Regions from separate parts of the Mus musculus genome. Here all the other regions are linked to region 7. Evidence: chromatin contacts called from public Hi-C, HiChIP or PLAC-seq, Micro-C and promoter capture Hi-C data. All regions are on one chromosome and are shown on one strand. Each heading gives the region's core, a stretch centred on a gene start, on an enhancer-like site or on the middle of the called end of the contact. The rest is flanking DNA. Distances are from core to core; before and after follow the strand shown.

Region 1 (2,700 bases), core at 18-2,517, 390 kb before region 7:
AAGGAGTGCAGAAGTGTACACAGGGCAATTGATTTGATTTTATTAAGAAAAAAAATCAAAAGTTCTTGCACTAAAGAACTTATAGGGACCCTTTCTTTAGTATCTAATGAAAAATGACATTTCAGATAAAATTCTCATGGCATCTATATTATTCTTAGTACCCATGCCTCTGTCTCTACCCACTTTCTTCTCTCTGTCTTTTAAATTCGCCTGCTCCATGGTATCCGGGCCACCCTCTCTGACCTTGGTCTTCTTTTTGCCCAACATAACTTACTATCACATGCCTACCCCAAATTCCAAGGGATATATTAGTAGCTCAGGCATGAGGTGTTGGGCATATGTACCTTCTGACCCCATATTTCTGGAGATGGCCAAGTCCCCCTACACACAGGTAGGCAGCATGGTGCATGGCATATATTGCCTAACACTTGGGGAGAGGCACTGCAGGACCCACTGCAGGTGTGTCTATAACTGTCACCAATGTGTTTGGGGTAGGAATGGAGAAAGGCTATCTCCCATCCCACTTTCGATGAGACAAAGTGCCCTATGTCCCTGAGGGCAGTTTCCAGGGTCTTGGAGGCCACCAGCTCCATATATAGGCGTCTGTAGCTACTAGGTCAGAAGGGTTGGGAGACTCAGCCTTTGAATGGCAGCGTGAAGGCAGAGATAAGGGTAAATGGAGGAAGCAAGGACCAGCTTTCTGCCTGGCACCTCCACAGCGAGTATCTCCTGGCATCGAGTAGAAAGTCTCTGGGGGTTACGTCCTCAGCCAAGGTCTCTGGTATCAGGACACTGAGGAAAGTGAGCACAAGACCCCAGATCTAGTATCTAGACCAACCCCTCCCCCATGGCTGGTCGAGAACAGGGGAGGTGAGGGTCCAGAAGCCTGATGCCTCTGTCCCCCCCAAGCCATGCCAGGTACCCACCTGAATTGGACCTTTTCTTTTGGTTTTTGAGGCTCCTGCATCTCCCTCCCACGGAGCTGCTGTTCTCGCTCATGGAGTCCTGGGCTGAGGATGCACTGCCGGTGGCCTCGCTGTCTCTCATCATGCTCTCGTAGCCACTGCTGCCTCCGCTGTGGTAGAAGAGGGCAGTCTTCCCCATGGCAGGTGGTAGCTCCCCACTCAGGACACTGCTGTTATCACTACCGTGCCCGCTGCTGCAGCGGTGCGGCTTCCTCGGAGGGGTGATCTTGCTGTAGGGCGAGGGCAGCAGGTGGGCGGCTGCGGGCTTGTCCTCCGAGGGAGCCCCACTGCGCTCTTCCGCCTCTGCCCGCAGCTGTGCACTCCTCGGGCCCGCACTGCCCTGGAGCAGCTCCGAAATGCGCCCGTTGACCGCTCTTAGCGGCAGTTTGGAAGCCAGCCCAGAGCCCCGGTTCCTGCTGAGCGACTGGGTGGACCAGGACATGTGTTTCCCGCTGGGCGGTAGGTTGGAGCTCTGGCCCACAGACTGTGGCAGGGACTTGGTGGAGAAGCTGAGGGTTTTGGTGGTGGAGGTGGACAGGCTGCTGCGGGATTTAGGACTGGCCAGCAGGAGCTTGCTCACTGCAGAGATCTTAGACTGGCTGGCCTTGGGAGAGGCCCCTGTGGACTGAGTGATGCCACAGCTGGGTGGTGAGGCGCCAGTGCTGCGACCCAGGCTCCTCCCAGTGCGGGGCATGGTACTATCTTTGCCGGCATGCATGCGGGAGCTCACCGACGACAGGCTTTCGGCCCTCTCCAACGACAAGCATTCGTAGTGGCTGACTGTTGTCCTGCCAAGAGAGTTGCTTCTGCTGGCCAGCTGTTCCAGCTTGGCGCTGAAGAGCTTACTGCTGCTACTGACATCCTTAGTCTTGCCGTTGGACTCATCAGGGAAGCAAGCCAAGAAGGTAGCTGGCTGGTTCAGGGGGCTGCTGGTGTTGCTGCTGCCACCACCGTGTTGAGGGCTGGCCCTGTTCTTCTGGTCCAAGCTAGACTTGCGGACAGGAGGCAGAGGCGGGGTCCCTTTGGGCCTTGCCAGGACGCAATGCTTGGGTGAAGCAACTTTCCTCTCTAGGGTTGTCTTCGAGGATGGGATGCCCGAAGCAGCACTGAAGCCATTGCTGTCTGCCAGGCAATGGTAGAAGCTGTCCAGCTCCTCGTGCCTGTCAGCTTTCTGAAATGCCCTTGGGAGGCTGCTTGACTTTAGGTTTCGGTTGACATGGAGGGGACTTTGGGCCACCAAGCCAGGCAGGGCCATCTCACAGCCATCCACGACTCTCCTAACGTTATCAGTCCCTTGAAAGGCGGCTGCCTCTGAGCTGCTGCTGCTCAGCCTGTTGCCTGAGCTGGGCCTGCCATCCAGTTCCTGCTCTGACTTACCTTCAGTCTTCAGGGAGCTTGGGAGCGGCTCACACTTAACCCCTTCCTCGCTGGAGTAAGCGTTCTCCCTTTTCACCTCTTCTTCTCGTTTAAGCCAAGGATCCTCAAATTTCATCTCTCTCCTTGTACTGGGTTCCTTGCTTTCCTGGGCCTGGGATGCTTTGGGGCTCACCTTTGGGGTGGCAGTGGAGGACTCAGGCTCTTGCACGTTTCGGGGGCTCATGGCGATGCAGGGGTAAACGGTGATGTTGGTCTTCATGGGGATGTACCCTTCGCAGCTGCTCAGGCTGGCTGTGTTGGAGATGGTGACCATGGCCTTGCCCACCGTTGAGATTTTGCAGCCTTTGATGGGAGCGGC
Region 2 (2,700 bases), core at 128-2,627, 340 kb after region 7:
TTTACAAAACAAAAATTAAGTAACCAAAGGAGAGTGAACACACCCAAACGTAGCCTCCCTGCGGCGATCATTCTCTACCAGGTGCTTCTTCTAGGGGTATTATTGCACTTGGAACCTGAGGGGATCCAGCCTTTGAACCCTAGCCTGAATGTTTTCAGTTCTTCAAAGTTAGATGACATAATAAACAAGGCTGTCTTTCCCTCTCTAGCGGTCACGTCATCCACCTGTTGCATCACCTGGAAAGTGGCCTTCGGATTCTAGGATCACCTCTGTGATCGCTAAATAATTCAATGGCGCTATTTTCTACATAAATTTTCGCTTCTTTCATTTTTATGAGGATGCCTTGGAGGTGAGGGTGTATTGGCTCCGGTTCACCTCTGGGGAGACGCTAGCATCCGCATCGAAGCTGTGACTTTCTAGACTTGAAGGGCTTGAGAGTTGTCGGAAGCCTCGAGCATTTGGAGACAGACAAGGGCCAGCAGGAGCAGGGCAGAGGGGAGCTGAGCAGCTTAGAGGCCAGGTGGCAGTTGGGAGGGAGGTCGCCCTGCGACCGAAGCTTCGCGGATAGGACACGGCTCATCCGCCCAGGGGTCGGGCCCACAGCCAGGGGAGCTGAGGGCTGGGACGAGGCTCGAGCCCAAGCCCTCTTTCGGACTGACTGGGACACCTCCAGGAGGCGCGCGGGCCAGTCTCGGGATTAGAAGACAGCGCGACTGTCCCCTCCCCCCACCCCTGAGAACTAAGCTGGAGGCGGAGGCGCGAGGCAGGAAGCACCGGGCCGGGGTCCCGACCCCTGACAGGGCCGGCCAGCGCGGGCCGCCAGGGGACGCACTCACCATGTCGTAGACGTTGAGCACCACTAACTGGTTAGCCCCCATCCTTCTCCCCACGGCCGCCGCCTCGTCCTCCAGCCGCTCGGTCTCCGCGGGGCGGAGGCCGCTGCCACCCCCGCGGGCGCCTCAGGCAGGGCTCGAGCCGGGCACTAAGCGTCCAGCCCGGCCCACCGCAGCCGGGGCGGAAGCATCCGGCAGCCGGGACCGCTCCCGGGAGACGCTGTCAGAAACCTGTACGAGGACCCGGCCAGACAGGTGGAGAGGCAGCTCCAGCTCAGGCGCCTCCCCTCGGCCGCAGACACGTGGGGGAAGGCGGGGCCTGGGCGAGGGGCGGGCTTTAGGCACCCTGGAGGCGGGGCCGGCCAGGATCCAGGGATGAGCCCGCCTGCGCGTTGAGGCTCTCAGGCTCTGCAGCTGGAGACCTAAAATGGCGACAGGCCGGATGCCTCTTCACCCTGGTGGCTCGAGGTCGCAGAAAGACTACCGTTCCCAGAAAGCAGAGGGAGAACCCGCGATTCCTATTGGGCGTGTAAGCAGTCTGACTACATATCCCAGCATTCACCAGGATATTGTAGGCACTCACGTCTCCCTGGGAGACTACAGTTCCCAGAAAGTCCTGCGAAGAGTTTGTCAGGGGAACCTTCGCTGTTCGTCCTTGGCGAGCAGAGACTCCATTTGCCTTTTAGTTTTCAGTGCTGTTTCTGGTGTTTGTAGCGTGAGATGTGAATCCAACGCAATGTGAAGAAGTGATGACTAAGTTTTCCAAAGCCCTTCTGCTTTTTTTTTAATTTTTGAAAATATAGAAGTGAGGCAATAAAGGGAGGAAGGTTACCCTTGTAAAAGTAGGATGTAAGAAAGTCTCCTTTAACCCTCAAAACGGAATTCACATTTCGTGAATGACAGAAAGCTAGTCAAATATAAGAGAGCCAAGAATTCCAATTAGAGGAGACAAAAGTACATAGACATAAGACATGTTTTTTGTACTTAAGGAACAAAATAAAAGTTCTCTGTGGCTAGAATATAATGAGCAAAGAGGTGATCTGTGGACAGGCAGTTAACTGGTCAGAAGACATCCTGAGTTTTCAGTTAGCTGAGATTGAATATCTATTTTACATTTTAGATTTATCAATTGTGTGTGTGTTTGTGTGTCTCTGTGTGTGAAAGAGTGAAAGAGACTGAGAAAGACAGAAGACAGAGACAAAGACAGCAAGGGGTGCAGGTGACCAAAGAGGACAGAGGGCAGGGATGCTCTGCAACCGAAGTTATAGGCTGCTGTAAGTTGCTTGACCTGAGTGTTGGGAACCAAACTGAGATCCTCTGCAGAGCAACAAGTACTTTTAGTGGGCAAGCCATCTCTCCAAACTCTGAGGTTGGATTTTAAATGAAGAGTTGGTAGGGTTTGAGCCAAGGAACGACATGAATATGTACATAAGTCTCTTAAAAGATTGCTTGAGAGCTAGAGAGAAAGCTCAATGCTTAAGAGTACTGGCTGCTCTTCCAGAGGTCCTGAGTTCAATTTCCAGCAAACACATGGTGGCTTACAACCATCTATATTTGGGATCAGATGCCCTCCTCTGATATGTCTGAAGACAGATATGATGTACTCAGATAAATAAATAACTTTAAAAAATTAAAAATTGCTTGAGTTTCTGTGTGAAATTTTAATGAGGCAAGGGAAATAGAAACATGACCATTAACGTGGTAAATTGTAAAAGTGGCTTCTCAAATTATATATGACCTTTGATGCCTCTCTCTACTGTCTTTAGCAAGCTTTGGCTTGATTTGGTCAATGGGTTATTAACAGATATAATGCAAGAGATTTAAAAGGCACTTTGGATTTGTGGCTTGGTTTCTTCCTCATCTTGGG
Region 3 (2,700 bases), core at 112-2,611, 480 kb before region 7:
AGGGGCTGCCCTGGAAGGTCACCCAACAGCTAAAGTGAATGACGCGATGGGGCTGGCGTTGGAGGTGAATCCACAACGTGGGACTTGATTAGTAAAGGCTTCTTGAGTGAACTTCTCAGAAAAGCATCCATATGGCTGAAACTGAGGGGCCCTGCTGGGATGGTTCACAGGCTGGGAGCTTCTCCTGGACAAAAGCAGTTGGCCTATGACATTGCAGGGTCTTTAGATAAGGTTCTTCTTTCCCTCATTTCTGTCGTCTTTCTCCTATGGGCTTCTAAGGCTTAGATGCCTAGAGCCTTTGGGGTGTGTGTGTGTGTGTGTGTGTGTGTGTGTGTGTGTGTGTATGTATGTATGTGTGTGTTTGTGTATATGTGTGTCTTCATGTGTATATGTATATATGTGTGTGGATATGTGTGTTTGTGCGTATATGTATATATGTGTGCTTTTCATGTGTATGTGTTTATATGTATGTGTTTATATGTGCAGAGGTATGTGTGTATGTGTATACATGTATATGTGTGGGGTTTTGTATGTATGTATGTATGTATGTATGTATGTATGTGTATGGGTATGTGTATGTTTCTATATATATGCATATGTAAGTTTATATGTATATGTGTATTTATGTACACATGTATGTTTTATGTATTTTCATTTGTATATTTTTGTTTATGTGTTTTGTGTGTGTGTGTGTGTGTGTGTGTGTGTGAAGGAGAGAAAATAAGAAAACAGGACAAGATCAAGAAGGAAAGAAAAATTGATTTTCAAGTAGTCCTAAAAAACAGTGGAAGTATTGTAATCTGTTTTCTGTTGCCACAACAAAATACTCAAGGCTAGATAATTTATAAAAGGAAAAAGGTTCGAAGCTGGAAAGCCCACAAGCATAGTCCATCAAGGGCCTCCTGCTGTTTTATCAGAAGCCTAAGGAGGAGGAAAAAAAAACCTATTACATGCAGCTTCACCTTGTAACCACGTATTTGGAGGTGACTAATCCTGCAAGAGAGACAAGAAACCATGCAGGGGCTCCATTCTCCCTCCCCATCTTGCTGCAGAGTCTAACACATGGGTAGGGGACACTCAAACCCCACCAGAGAGCAAGAGAATGTGAGCCAGGCCCTCTACACTGCTTCTTCTGATTGCAGTCCCTTCCATACCTCTCTGTCTGGCACTAGCCCTCTGAAGCCAGAGGCCTCTGTCAGTGCGTATTTCACATCAAATAGCTGAGCTACCTGGTTGGCTCAAAAGCCTTGTGATGGCAGACAGACAGTGCAATAATTAGGGAGGCAGAGGCTACCAGTCCTACTGACAGTATTACATCCTCTGCCTTGCCTCCCTGTGCTGTTGGGAAAGGAGCAAGAAAGGGTTTCCCCTCCCCCTTCCTGTTTCTATTAATGCTCACCCTGACTCAGCCTTGCACTGGTAGATTTGAAGAATGATTTTACAGGAAGAATGAAGATTTGAAGAGTGGCTTTACACTTTACGCAGCATGCGTAGTGCTGTCTTTGGTTGTAGAGTTAAGAGAAGCTAGGCATGCCAAGCACAAAGTGAGCCAAAGGGAGAGCAGGGCTGGACCCGCAGTGGACTGTGATCAGTGGGATCGCCACAGAAGACGGTTGGAGAGTCCTTGTTCTCAGCTGCAGAGAGGCCCCATAATGCAGAGTGCCACACAGCCACAGTGGCAGCTGTGGCAAGAACTGAGTTCCTGGGTCCCAGGCCCCAGCCAAGTAGACTCTTTCTACACAGTGGAGGAATACATCAGTAGTAACTTGGATTGGCTTACATGGCTCTTACTGTGGCCCAACCAAGTGTCACTGTATGTCAGTCTTCACATTCTGAAATGTGTTAGAATCAGGCCTAGAAGTAAAAGACAAGCCCCAAACCCCGGGGTCCTGAAATCCTTTTCTTCCCACTAAGGGGTGCTGTTGTCTGGGTTGGGGTGAGGGGACTATTCAGAGGATTGGTTCCTGGTGAGGAGGGGCCCCTGTGACCATAAGCCTGCCTTCACTTCCACAGGCAGAAAAGGTGCACAGACTCAGGGCCACAGAACTCTGGAGTCAAAGCACCATATAAGCCTTCTAATCTGTCCTTAGGAGTTTCTGGTTGGAAAGAAAGGCCTACAGAGCTAAGGTGTCTGGCTGCCATGGGACTGACCTGTGTGGCCTGCTGCCAGATTGTACCAGTGGACGGATTCCTGGCAGAGGTCAAACCAGGCTCAAGCCACTGAGAATAATTTGTCATCCACTTCCAGAGTGACATTCGACATCTTGTCAATGGAAGGTCCATTTTGAAACAAGCCAGGCAAAGAGGCAGCAGCACATTCAAGGGGCTTTGTAGGAAAACAGACCCACATCCAGCCCACACCTGCCGCTTCACAGCTGACTCATCTCAAACAGTGAACGGTCTCAGGCAGTGTGCATAAGCTCTCAGAAGGGCGATTTCCTACATTGTAAAATGAAGAAGACGGTGATGTGATGGGCCTTAGGAGTTCATCAGCAAAACTGATAGGATACCACCTTGGAGCCCCTGGACAGCACATCACAGAATAGCTACCATTTAGAAGACAGTAGTTACTAGTCTGTAGTGCTGAGAGGTGGACACACTCTTCACTGATTTGTGTTTCCAAAGAGTTTTCTCCAAACGTGAGGCTTGTACGTGTGTGATATATATATAGAGAGAGTCTGGAAATGTCAACTGGGTTTG
Region 4 (2,700 bases), core at 152-2,651, 290 kb before region 7:
TCTGAAACAAGACCCAAGGCCAACGTCAGGTCTTGCGTTCTGTGTATCTGTACCCTGACGAAAGTAATGAATAGAGTCACTTATCTCTCCAGCTACATGTTTTTCTAAGCCCCAACTTATTTCCCCCACCGAAGATTAGGCTGTAAATTACTTCAGGCAGACCTTTATCTTGGGAGAGAAAGAGTTAAGAGTTGACATTTATAAATAAAGTTATCATAAATGTGTCCCAGTAATATCCTGTAACAGACTTCCCTTACGTCTTTCTAAGTCCTTGTGACAACTTCAAACTGCATTTCTTGGCTGGAAAGCTACTGAACCACTCTACAGAATTCACACCAGTGATCTGGTGCAGATGCGGAAGTCACCATTTATTTGAAGGGAAGAAGGACTCAGAAGCACCACAGGAAAGAATATCTTCATCTTGCTTCCATGTGGTGTTTTCCCTGGGCCTCCGGCCTCTGCTTCTGGCTTTTGCATCTCTAAGTTTGAAGTGTCTATGGTCCTGCTCAACAATGCAAAGCTATTTCCCTCCCCACCCAAATCAAATCAGATCCCCAACTTAATGCACTTGCAAGACCAAGAAGACTTTACAGTCTCTAGTTGCCAAGACAGTCTACAGACAGCAGAAATGGGTAGACCTTACAGATCTGTGGCACCTCCCCATGTAAAGTCCCATTAAAACACCAGGCACAGAGAAGAACATGAACAGGATCTAACTATAGCAGCGTACTGCAGTAGGTCATTCTGAGCACCTTTGTGGTTTATTTCTAGGCTTTTCTGTGGTTGTTTTCAGTCAGAGGTTGACCCTGGATGAACAAAATCCCAGAAAGTGGGCATGCTGGGACCTCCAAACCAACTTTCTTGTGTCTCTTTTTGTCCCTGGTACCTCCTCATCTTTGAAAATGAGAGCCCAAGGTTGTTCTTTTCTTTCCCAACCTTCCCAGAGCCACACCCACTGAACAAATGGCAGAGGCAGCAGCTAGCACCTACCTTGCCCATGCCAGGAGTGTCCTTCACCTTGTTGACAGCCCTCAGGAGACAGGGTGGGGCTGGGGGAGGAGAGGTCTGCAGGATCCCACTGAAGCTGGTCGCAAAGAGGGGAGCCTCCGCAACAGATGGAGTCGAAGGCCGGTGTTTCTTCTTCTTAGATGACAGATTTAACTTCTGGGCAGCTCTGCACAGAGACAGTAAGGAGGAGAAGGTGGTATAATCAGATGCACTGGGCTGGCCACTTTCCCCCTTTCTCTTAAAGGGCCCTTTAATTACTCTTGCCTTCACTCTCAGTACCCTGCAGCCCTTTGCTATACCACAAGGAACTTAATTAATAAGCTATGTAATCACTGGGACAGGAGAAAGGAGCTATAAAACCACATGGCTCCAAGATCGCAAGTTACAAAGACTTGTTTGTTCTCCACAACACTCAGCCTGAGCATGAATGAAGCCAGTCAGCTTTGGGGACCCGCAGTACCTAGTCCGCTAATTGCCCCCTCCCCACACCGCCATTTCTCTGGCATAAGCCCAACTGTGAAGAACCAGATGAGCTCATTTAAAATTTTTTACACCTTGTAAAAACCAAGCCCGTCTGATGAAGAGCCCGGTGGTGACCGACTGGGGAGTGGCTTGGCAGAATACAACGCCCCCCAGTGCACTGGAGAAATATAAAGTACCCTGGTGTGAGGAACAGACAGCAGGCCAGATTATCCACTCCAGCGAGGCGCAGGGCATGAGATTACCCTCTCCTCAGGTGGATAACGGGCTCTTGTACAGTACCACCTTCAAATACAAAATGCTGTCTATGGATAAGTGCAAGGAAGGGGGGGGGGTCAAGGTACCAAATGTCACAGAAGATACAGATGGAGACATGAGTGAGGCTGTGGCTACAGCATCATTAATAATGCTGGCTGTTCATACTGCATCTTCCACCATCCAAGCACACTGTAGCACTTAGGGCATGATAATCCTGCCATAGAAAAGTCATGAAGACGCAAATGGTGGTGTGAGACAAAGGCCTTTCACGCAGCCTCGCTTTTTAGACTCACTTTTTAAATTAATTCTTGATGTATTATATCACATCTTTCTATGTAAATATAAAGGTATAAATGGTTTTATTGATGGGAGCACGAGGAGGTGACAGTCTTACTATATAATCCTGACTGGCCTTTAATTCTGTGTGTGTGTGTGTGTGTGTGTGTGTGTGTGGTGTGCATGTGTGTATATGTATGTTTTGCACGTGTGTGTGTGTTAGCTTTTTCATTGAGATCCATCCATACAGCACATAGGTACTTGGCTCTTTCTCTCTCTCTTAGAAAAAAACAAGTACATGTGACACTTCCCCAGCTAGCTGCAACACTGTTGCTGTCCGCACTCATTTGATCCAAACTCCCAGCAAGTGCCACCTGTCAACCTCCCACCCAAGCCCTCCCCTTCCATTCTCTGGAAGCTACAATCAGTTAGGCATCTGTCTCCAACCCTCTGAAACTGCTCAGATAGGTTACCAATAATTGTATGATGGCTGTCACGGTCTCAGCCCCAACATGGACCTGTCAGACCTAAGAACACATCCTTCTTCCTTGCCCCCTAAGCTTCCGGGACATCCCATTCTCTTCCAGTGTCTTCGCAGGGCTCAGCCCCTGCTTCTGTCTGCAGCTGCTGCTGTTAGCTGCAGGGATCACATCTCAGCCTGCGACTCCTCAAGTGTCC
Region 5 (2,700 bases), core at 171-2,670, 360 kb before region 7:
TCACTGTCCACTTCACCACTGGCACCTAGCCACCAGTCTCAGTGTGATGGTTTGCATATGTTTGGCCCAAGGAGTGGTACTATTAGAAGGTGTGGCCCTGTTGAAGTAGGTATGGCCTTGGAGTAGGTGTGTCACTGTGGGTCTGGGCTTTAAGATGCTCATCCTAGCTGCCTGGAAGCCAGTATTCTGCTAGCAACCTTCAGATGAAGCTGTAGAACTCTCAGCTCCTCCTGTGCCATGCCTACCTGGATGTTGCTGTGTTCAAGGATGAAGATAATGGACTGAACCTCTGAACCTGTAAGCCAGCCCCAATTAAATGTTGTCCTTATATGAGTTGCCTTTGTCATGGTGTCTGTTCACAGCAGTAAAACCCTAACTAAGACACTCAGCTTTGTCATCATAGAAACAGGTCAAGGAAGCCACCTGGATTACACACTGGACTCTCTGGCCCCTCTCCAGTCTAAACTCTCACAAGCCTCTATATTCAGGCTTTATGGACCATATGGTCCACGGAGGCTTCATATCCATTGACAAGTGTTCACTGGACATTGACAACCTTCTAGGCATCATATTAGGCAGTAGCAACACACTGGGAGACAGACACATAGTTCTGATTTGTAACAGCTGTGTGAACTTGAACTAGAACTCAACCTTTCTGTGCCTCAGTTTCCCAATCTTTGCCATAAGATTGCCGGTTACAAGTCACCGTCACGAGTAGATATCCATAAAGTATTTAGAATAGCCTGGGCAGCTTAGTAAGGGGTATTATCTCTATGCTCTCATTGAGAAGCAACCCTCACAGAGCGCTAGTTTATACGCCATGCTAACTGCCTGTCGTGTAGCCGAAAAGCCAGAAAATAAGTACTGGAAACAATTTTCTCCTTCGTCCTCTGATCCAGCAGTTCATAAATTAGCTTCTGGTCCCTTTGAAAGGTCGAGAGAGGGAGATCCTGTGCTTCCTTCTTCTTCTCTAGTCATGAGAGGGGGAGCCCGGTAAACATGGAGCCAGGCATGAGCAGCTCAGTGGGGTCCTTCTGTCTCCTTCTTCCCCTGGACTGTGCCCTGCCTTCCTCTCTGGAGTACTATGGCTGTCTGAGAAAGGGATCTAGCACTGCGGATCTGAGTCTGAGTCCTGGGGCCTCTGTGGAGGAGCAGGGAGAGCCCCCTCTGCTCTGCTGGAATTGAGAAGATTTGGGGTTTCAGTTCCTAGTCCACCCTTGAGTCCACTGCTAGCTGACTTCAAATCTAGAAGGAAGAGAGATCCATCGGCAAGTTCAGAAGTTAAGCTAAGATAAAGTCAGAAGCCAAAGGGAAACTGAGGAGTCTCCTGGCTTCTATCCAGTCCTCGCGAGGCTGTGCTTCTCTATCTAACAGTGGCTAACGGCAGTGGGCAGAGGAAAATACCAGCTATGATGTTCTGGCCATACTGAGGGTCCGACTTGGGGAGGAGTGATTCTGCCCACCAGAGAGGACCGATCAAACTTAGAGTATAAGAAATGATGAGTGAACCCAGGCTGCAGCCCAGCGGAGTCCACACCACATCATTTCTCCCTTAATGACTTGCACATATCACGCCGGAGGAGTTAATCAACAGACAATTGCTGCCTGGGTTGGTAAAAAAATAACTGTCTCTGTAAATTCTATAATGAACTACAAAAATACCAACGGCCAGGGAAGAGGCAAGGAGGGAGGAATAAGAGAGAGAGAGCGGGATACTGAACAATCTCATAAAAAAGAACTTCTTTCTGTGTCCCAGAGATGCTCTGAGCTCGCTCTCTTTGCTCCCTAACAGTCATTAAAATGTATAAAATGAACATTTTTAAAGCAGCAATCCTAAGAATTATCACTGCTCCAGTTGCCTGGCAACCTGAGACTTTGGTTATTTTATTTCTAAACAGGGAATGCTATAAACTGGTATCCGGAGTTTGTGCAAATAGTTCTAAATTGATGTTCTCCCCGTAAATCAGGGGAGATAATCCAGCATTAATGTGCATTTAGAGGAGGTTAAATATGCACATGTGCGCTTCTCTCATACACAGGGATCCTCATACAGAGCTTCTCCCCAATTTCACGCTATCTTGAGTCAATCTTAGAACTGATATTCTTTTGCATTTTTTTCCCTGACAAGTATCTATTTAATTTTATGGTACCTGTAAGTAATCTACATTCAATCCAGAGAAATAGGACTGTGTGATGGCAGGGGTATGGGATGTCACGGCTAACAGCAATTTGTAACATGTGCCCCAGTTTCCCACAACCCTTCCAGTCTCCCAAACTTCTTCAGTGAGTTCCCAGTTCTGAGGTAATGGAGAACCCCCAAATCTATGCAGACACTGGGAAGATGAGTGATGAGACTTTTAAGGCCTGTGCCAGCAGTGGTGGCCCTGTGCAGCCCAAATGGCAGACCTGCTGCTGCACCTGGTGTCTGCAGGCATCTGCACCCCACTGTCTCTCAAATGAGCAGAAGTGTTAACATTTTAGGAAAAACGGTCTCTGTGTATGAAACACCAACCCTCCGCCCCCCCTGAGTCTCTGACTGGCATTTGGTTTTAGCATTGCCTGCTGGTTTGAGGGGATTGCTGTGCTCAGGTGCCATGAAATCCTTAAAATAATATTGAGCCTTACCTTACTTGAGCCTGAGGAAGCAAGAGTTCCGCTACAGGCTGCAAACGGGTGCTCTGGCCCTTTGGTGAGACAGGG
Region 6 (2,700 bases), core at 81-2,580, 330 kb before region 7:
GAGCCTCGCTCTCCCCATCTGTATGGTAACAATGCCTGCCTACCAAACTGTTATGAGACTTGTACGAGTTGCTGGGTGAGCTGCTGAAGATAGAACACAGTACACAGAGGACTCAATTTCTGCTCCCTTCACCTGTCTTCCTCTGGACCTTGACAGATTATTCTTTTCTAATGATGATGCTGATGATAAAGCTACAGAATGCCTTGACCCAGATTCTGGATACCATGTCGCACAAAGAGGACCCCAGGACAGATTCTATAGGTAGGGCGAGTTAGTATGTAGAAGCTATGACTAGGATCTTACCAGGACTGCACTTTGGAGTTGCACATCCACTGCATACAGGACAATCGCCACTATGATCGTATATCTGCCACTGGGGCATGTCCTTGTTCCTCATTACTCTCTACAGCCTGATTTTAACTCTATTCATGTCTAGGTTTGTCCCAGTTACACAGCAGTATGCTACAAGCAGGTATCCATCCACACAGCGACTTCTGAGGGGTACCTGGGCCCCCAGGCTCTCTGTGAGTGCCTCTCCCCATGCAAGTCAAGGGTGCTGCCACTGCAGGCAGAACTGATGGAGCCACACGACCCGCTGCCTTTCCGTTTTGCAATTTTGCAGCCATTTCTAGGTAACTAGAGTTGCTGAATGAAAATGTGAGCTAGGCTAGGCAGAAGCTCACACGCAGAAGAAGGAAGGCGGGCACGGGATCAGCCAGCCATTTGAAGGGGAAGCATATGCCTGCATCTTAATGAAGCACTCGGTCCCTTTTCTGCAGATGAGCTGAAGACCCTGCCTTATGTCCTGCTAAGGAGATACACAGTTCTAAAAAAACCAAACCATTGAACTTAGAGCTAGGGGAAAACACTACATATCGCTCTTCTCTGTGCAAGTCACTTAAATAAATGGAGGATTTCCCCCCTTCCAGAAAGGAAATTGGGTTTTTCTGCTTCGCCTCCTTTTGCCATTATTCCTTTAGTCCTGCACTCCACTTCCTGCTTAATCCTCTGTAATTAAAGAGCTTAAGAGACACCACTTATGATCAAGAAAGTTCCTCGGACTTCTTGCCAGGAGCTCTTGCTTCTGTTACAAAAACTGTTGGATTCTTGGCAACATCTTCCACCCTGCCCTCTGCTCTGTTCCTCCAGGAGAGGAGGGAGGGCTGCCATCCACACTCACAGCCTAGCTCGGCCCTCAGGGTCAAGACCACAGTCACTTCCAAGAACAGACCTGGGACAATGGCATCCAGACAGCTAAAGGGACAGTCTGAGTGTAGGAAAGGAGGGGTGGACACCCAGAGAGGGGGGAGACTGTCAGCGTGAACCAAAGTCCCCTCTGGTTGGGATCCACTTTGCCTCATTTGTCTAATTACTCATGGTTGGTGTGAGACAGCTGTTGCTTAGGGCAGCTGTTGTCTTTATGTCTTGCTCATTAATCTTTTCAGCATCTCCAGGTGGACCGCATCCTGAGACGGGAAAGAAAGGGGTTGTGAGACACTCATTCAGAGGGGCCTAACATAACTCTCTCAAGTTGCACACCCCCTTCATGAATGAGAAGGTGATAGCCGGCTGCCACCCAGCTTATTGAAGGCTAATGAGGAGCAGGCTCTGCAGTTCCTCGCCATCACTGTTACACACATGGTCATGCCAGCAGACACAATTGTTGGTCGCTATTCATCATGGTGCAGACCTAGTGAGACTCTATTGTCGGTTCCTCTCCCCAGTAGCTCTTGGCCTGGAGGCCTGGGTTCAGCAATGACACTCAGGGGGGCTTTGAGCAGGTTCACAGTTCAAAGGGTGTCTTACCAATCAGAAAGACTACACAAGGTGATAAGGGGCAAAGAACTCTGCCTTCGATCTTACTGAAGTTTCGTACATGGACATCCACGGTGAAAGCCATCCATGGATAAGAGCAAGACAAGGGACCGCTTGGCCACTTGGATGTAATCAAAGATGGTTTTCCTACTCAGGGTCCTGGGGGATAGCATTAGATCAGCCAATCACTGCATCTTTCCAATCTTTTACACCTCCACTGTATTCTAATTCCCTTAACATGGACTTTTAAGAATCAGCTCAGTAGAAACTAGTCAAGGTGTAGATGCAGCAACTGTCCCAAACTGCCATTCAGTATTCCTTTTGGCCACATTCAGGGTCTTCTTTAAGACTTCACGTTTGTGGGAACCTGAGTCATGATGCATATAGCCCATGTACAGAAACTTGCCCCAAAGGAAAACCAGAGGCAGGTTGAATAGCGAGACATGGTGGTGCACACTGGCAGTTCTACTACTGGAGGAAGAGGCAGGAGGATGCTGAAAATCTGAGGCCAACATAGCCTATGTGCTAAGGCTGTGTAGTAAGGTCTCAGAAAGATAGGTTGTTCAAAAGTCACCACAGGAAGAATGATGGGAAAAGAGGAGAGAATTGCCAGACGAGGATCTAAAAGCCAAGGTAGCTGTTGGTTAACTGGGTAGTCGAATGCTTGCCTAACATAAGTGAGGCCCACAATACCCATGCACACACACACATGTACATTACACATGGGCACATGCATGCACACACACACACACACACACACACACACACACACACACACGCGAGCGCGAGCGCGCGCGAGCACAGGCACTAAGAAGTCATTAATTTAGGCAACACAACCAAACAGCAATGCTTGGCAGTAGGTAATTCCAACCAAGGATCTAGTTT
Region 7 (2,700 bases), core at 164-2,663:
GGGGACGGGGTGCCCGATGAGCCCAGCGCAGAGCCTGCTCCCTCCGGGGTGGGCCGGCTGCCGGCGCGCGACTCCTCGTAAGCCTTGCGGTACCAGCTCTCAGGAGAGCAGGGCGCTGAGGGCTTGGTGGGCGAGCACATTTCGTTCACCTGCCGGAGAGACGCGCGGCGTCAGGCCCTGTAGAGCCATCAGTCCCCCGTGCGGCGGAGGGCTGGTGGGGGGGGGGGGTCGCCGTCCTGCCCGCACTGATGCAAACCTGCCCTCCATCTATCTCCATCCTTCAAGTGACCAATCCTTAAGGAAGTCCTGTCCCACCCACCCTCGCCAGAGTGACCCGCACGCAGGTCCCCCTCCATTCCTCCTGGGGTCAGCACAAGAGCTTGCGGGGTGTGGATATCCTGCAGCTTCTGCGAGAACACCCAGAAATCCAGCGCCCTACTCTTTCAAACCCGGTACCCACCCCAGCAAGGGCCTAGGTACACAGTCCTAGAACACCCTATCGCAGGGTGGGTGACTGTGACTTCTGGATGTTTACTCATTCGGGGAACAGCCCCCACCCCAGGTCCTGCAGGTAAAGCAAACGGGCTCCCCGCTCCAGGGCAGCGATCCGAGGGAAGAGCAGAGGAATTCCTGGGAAATGCTCCCCCTCGGCTTAACTCTGTCTGCAAGTCCCGAAATACTGCAAAAGTTAAGGGTGTGAGGAAAGGGAGGAACCAAGGGCTGAAGACATTCCCGTAGCCAGGCGAGCTGCAGACCCGCCTCCATGCACGCACGACCCCGCCGGCCGTGGGGACGCCGGTGCACCCGAGAGCTGGGGACCCTGCATCCGCCGCCGGCTCCCGGGAAGCAGAGGACACCCACTCAGATGAGTCCCTGGAAACGCATCTCCTCGTGGACACCGCCACAACTTACCCCGTATTTCTTGCCCCTGGTGGAGACCGCAAGCCTCTCTTTATTTCCGGCTACCGAATTCATGGTGGCTCTTCCAGAGGAAAGGGTCTAAATGTTCCCACAAGGCTACATCCAAAAGGTCTGCCAACCCAGACGCGTCCCCCCTCGTGGTAGGGGTTGGTCCTCAAGTCAAGATTTCTTAATGGGGGGTTGGGAAGAATGAAAGCAAATGGACCCCAGAAGTAATAGCACCAATTTGCAGGAAAGGTTGGAACGGCTGGTGGTTCTCAAATAATGGGTCTTCTCATCTCTCTGCCTCCTCCAGCCACGCGTCCTCTCTTCGCGGTCACATCCAGATCGCTAGCATTTTCCTCCACCCGGCCAGCGCGCGTTCTCCTCTAGCGGGGCCGAAACGGAGGAGGACGGCGGCGAGGACGCAGGGAGGCTGCAGGGAAGGTGGGCGAGCCCTCGCCGAGCCGAGCCGGCGGTGGGAACTTGCCTCCTTCCCCGAGCTCGCTAACTGAGTTCAAAGAAATTCTCCCAAAATATAAGGATCCAGACTCGGGGAGGAGCCACGGCGTGTCGCCGAGCCAATATGCGCCGTCCCGTTTTCTCCTGACAGTTGCGCGCAGGGCAAGGAGAGGGCGGCTGTACGCGGCCGGAGAGCAGCCCGCGGTCAGGACGCGTGTGTCCGTCCGGGAGCAGCGCGGAGCCTAGGGAACCTCAGCCCCGCCGCCTCGGAGCCCGCCGGGCCGCCGCCGCCGCCTCGCCTGCCGCGATCCATTTACGGCGCGGCGCTTGGGCCTGGCATCGCCAGGCGCAGCCGGGGCGGGGGTGGGGTCGTAAATCTGGCTCCGGGCGGGGAAGTTGCTGGCGAGGGGCCCACAGCCCCGGGCTCCGGTGCTATCCAGCGCGCGAGCCTGTAGCTCGGAGTCGGCCGAGCTGCGCTGAAACGCAGCACCCAGGCCTCCCCGCCCCCCTCCCCGAGAGCTGGTCTCTTCCTGGCAAGGCGTGCAGGTCTGCCTTTGAAAAGCCGTGCAAACGGATTGAGTCACAAACAAGTCCGCAAACAGGCCGGGACCAACCCCCCCGCCCTTTGTTCTCCCAGACCTGCCTGGCAAACCTTGTCTTGATTCGCCCTCCTAGCCCCAGCGGGCCAGGGGACCCTCCTCCCCTGGACCCCGATTTGAGCACCGGGAGCCTTGAGCCCCCCTTCCCGCGCCCGCCCACGGGCCCAAGCCCCTGTTAATGAAGGGAAAACCTCCCGAGACCTGCACAGGTGAGCCCGAGACCCAGCCTGTAGCTGCCAGGCTGGGGAAACTGAGGGATTGGTCGCGCCGAACGCGCGCGGAAGGACTGCGCGGGCCTGGAGAGGGGGTGTGGCGCGAGCTGATCGACCTCGGGGACTGGGATCGTCCCCTTGCCCCTTTGCACGGTTGCCTGCCAGCACCCGGACCTGTGGGATCTCCAGAGCACCCAGCTGTCGCCCGCTGTCTGATTCCCGTCCCCCGCCCGGCGCAGCGCCCAGGAGCGCAGGAAGCCGGCGTACGCCGGGCTCCACACGTGGCTGCTCCGGGGTGTCATTTTTCATTTCCCGGGAGGACATTTCTTCTGGTGAGCCGGCAGGTCTATTTTGTTGTGACCTTTAATTAACACCCCACGAGACGCCTCCTGCGGGACCAGCCGGGCGCGGAGATCACGTGTGGTGTAATGGCATCTGGGTACCCCGGAAAGACCTGGCCTGGGGCTAGGCGGGGGCAGGAGGACATTTCGGGCTTCCCTAGTCGCTGTCTTCCTTCAACATATGCA

Evidence for each region. Promoter capture Hi-C pulls out the DNA fragments that hold promoters and counts their contacts. A called contact is a pair of places that touch in the nucleus more often than the background predicts. HiChIP or PLAC-seq counts read pairs in DNA pulled down with a chosen protein or histone mark.
Region 1: a Hi-C map of muscle stem cells shows a contact between it and region 7, with 4 times the contacts expected there. The contact joins the enhancer-like site here to the promoter of Kif26b in region 7. A contact is called at or near these places in 16 of 39 promoter capture datasets (the 3T3-L1 cell line, 3T3-L1-derived adipocytes, the HPC-7 cell line and 10 more), 1 of 15 datasets of contacts at CTCF or cohesin (embryonic stem cells), 8 of 484 Hi-C or Micro-C datasets (the HL-1 cell line, embryonic stem cells, germinal vesicle oocytes and 3 more), 22 of 115 datasets of contacts at active chromatin or transcription factors (SST interneurons, VIP interneurons, bone marrow-derived macrophages and 12 more) and 1 of 9 other capture datasets (adipose tissue).
Region 2: a contact with region 7 is called in a Micro-C map of embryonic stem cells, with 4 times the contacts expected there. The contact joins the promoter of Desi2 here to the promoter of Kif26b in region 7. A contact is called at or near these places in 1 of 39 promoter capture datasets (stem cell-derived epiblast-like cells), 1 of 484 Hi-C or Micro-C datasets (embryonic stem cells) and 1 of 115 datasets of contacts at active chromatin or transcription factors (regulatory T cell precursor).
Region 3: an H3K4me3 HiChIP or PLAC-seq map of bone marrow-derived macrophages shows a contact between it and region 7, with 9 times the contacts expected there. The contact joins the enhancer-like site here to the promoter of Kif26b in region 7. A contact is called at or near these places in 5 of 39 promoter capture datasets (cranial neural crest, embryonic stem cells and maxillary cranial neural crest), 4 of 484 Hi-C or Micro-C datasets (bone marrow-derived macrophages, cerebellar granule neurons and cerebellum), 16 of 115 datasets of contacts at active chromatin or transcription factors (bone marrow-derived macrophages, craniofacial prominence, differentiating embryonic stem cells and 11 more) and 3 of 9 other capture datasets (adipose tissue, liver and pancreatic islet).
Region 4: an H3K4me3 HiChIP or PLAC-seq map of embryonic limb bud shows a contact between it and region 7, with 4 times the contacts expected there. The contact joins the enhancer-like site here to the promoter of Kif26b in region 7. A contact is called at or near these places in 9 of 39 promoter capture datasets (the 3T3-L1 cell line, 3T3-L1-derived adipocytes, HPC-7-derived erythroid cells and 5 more), 5 of 484 Hi-C or Micro-C datasets (the HL-1 cell line, cortical neurons, myocytes and 1 more), 18 of 115 datasets of contacts at active chromatin or transcription factors (VIP interneurons, bone marrow-derived macrophages, craniofacial prominence and 10 more) and 3 of 9 other capture datasets (adipose tissue, embryonic stem cells and liver).
Region 5: a promoter capture Hi-C map of hippocampal neurons shows a contact between it and region 7, with 8 times the contacts expected there. The contact joins the enhancer-like site here to the promoter of Kif26b in region 7. A contact is called at or near these places in 18 of 39 promoter capture datasets (the 3T3-L1 cell line, 3T3-L1-derived adipocytes, the HPC-7 cell line and 11 more), 1 of 15 datasets of contacts at CTCF or cohesin (the NIH/3T3 cell line), 6 of 484 Hi-C or Micro-C datasets (cortical neurons, embryonic fibroblasts, myeloid progenitors and 1 more), 14 of 115 datasets of contacts at active chromatin or transcription factors (the NIH/3T3 cell line, craniofacial prominence, embryonic forebrain and 9 more) and 3 of 9 other capture datasets (embryonic stem cells, liver and pancreatic islet).
Region 6: a contact with region 7 is called in an H3K4me3 HiChIP or PLAC-seq map of embryonic forebrain, with 5 times the contacts expected there. The contact joins the enhancer-like site here to the promoter of Kif26b in region 7. A contact is called at or near these places in 15 of 39 promoter capture datasets (the 3T3-L1 cell line, the HPC-7 cell line, HPC-7-derived erythroid cells and 10 more), 14 of 484 Hi-C or Micro-C datasets (embryonic stem cells, granulosa cells, nephron progenitors and 3 more), 14 of 115 datasets of contacts at active chromatin or transcription factors (SST interneurons, VIP interneurons, craniofacial prominence and 8 more) and 3 of 9 other capture datasets (adipose tissue, embryonic stem cells and liver).

What each region holds. Positions count from the first base shown.
Region 1 is chr1:178,916,403-178,919,102 of GRCm38.p6, reverse strand. It overlaps Kif26b (kinesin family member 26B), which reads right to left. Exons shown (of 15, transcript NM_001161665.1): 12 at 927-2,700. Among named protein-coding and RNA genes, the nearest start is that of Gm46249, 140 kb to the right of the region's middle. Within about 2 kb of position 1,267, at least 8 of the 459 cell types and tissues checked have an H3K27ac peak or open chromatin away from gene starts, as enhancers often do. A contact at or near this core is called in muscle stem cells, where this site is marked.
Region 2 is chr1:178,186,094-178,188,793 of GRCm38.p6, reverse strand. Desi2 (desumoylating isopeptidase 2) reads right to left here and starts at 1,377. Exons shown (of 5, transcript NM_024282.3): 1 at 837-1,377. The coding sequence starts at 878.
Region 3 is chr1:179,009,587-179,012,286 of GRCm38.p6, reverse strand. The region is part of intron 10 of Smyd3 (SET and MYND domain containing 3); the gene reads left to right. Among named protein-coding and RNA genes, the nearest start is that of Gm46249, 230 kb to the right of the region's middle. Within about 2 kb of position 1,361, at least 26 of the 459 cell types and tissues checked have an H3K27ac peak or open chromatin away from gene starts, as enhancers often do. A contact at or near this core is called in bone marrow-derived macrophages, where this site is marked.
Region 4 is chr1:178,819,957-178,822,656 of GRCm38.p6, reverse strand. It overlaps Kif26b (kinesin family member 26B), which reads right to left. Exons shown (of 15, transcript NM_001161665.1): 5 at 991-1,174. Among named protein-coding and RNA genes, the nearest start is that of Gm46249, 45 kb to the right of the region's middle. Within about 2 kb of position 1,401, at least 27 of the 459 cell types and tissues checked have an H3K27ac peak or open chromatin away from gene starts, as enhancers often do. A contact at or near this core is called in embryonic basal ganglia and embryonic limb bud, where this site is marked.
Region 5 is chr1:178,889,136-178,891,835 of GRCm38.p6, reverse strand. All of the region lies in intron 10 of Kif26b (kinesin family member 26B), which reads right to left. Among named protein-coding and RNA genes, the nearest start is that of Gm46249, 110 kb to the right of the region's middle. Within about 2 kb of position 1,420, at least 3 of the 459 cell types and tissues checked have an H3K27ac peak or open chromatin away from gene starts, as enhancers often do.
Region 6 is chr1:178,859,596-178,862,295 of GRCm38.p6, reverse strand. All of the region lies in intron 5 of Kif26b (kinesin family member 26B), which reads right to left. Among named protein-coding and RNA genes, the nearest start is that of Gm46249, 85 kb to the right of the region's middle. Within about 2 kb of position 1,330, at least 6 of the 459 cell types and tissues checked have an H3K27ac peak or open chromatin away from gene starts, as enhancers often do. A contact at or near this core is called in embryonic forebrain, where this site is marked.
Region 7 is chr1:178,527,838-178,530,537 of GRCm38.p6, reverse strand. Kif26b (kinesin family member 26B) reads right to left here and starts at 1,413. Exons shown (of 15, transcript NM_001161665.1): 1 at 913-1,413; 2 at 1-149. The coding sequence starts at 975.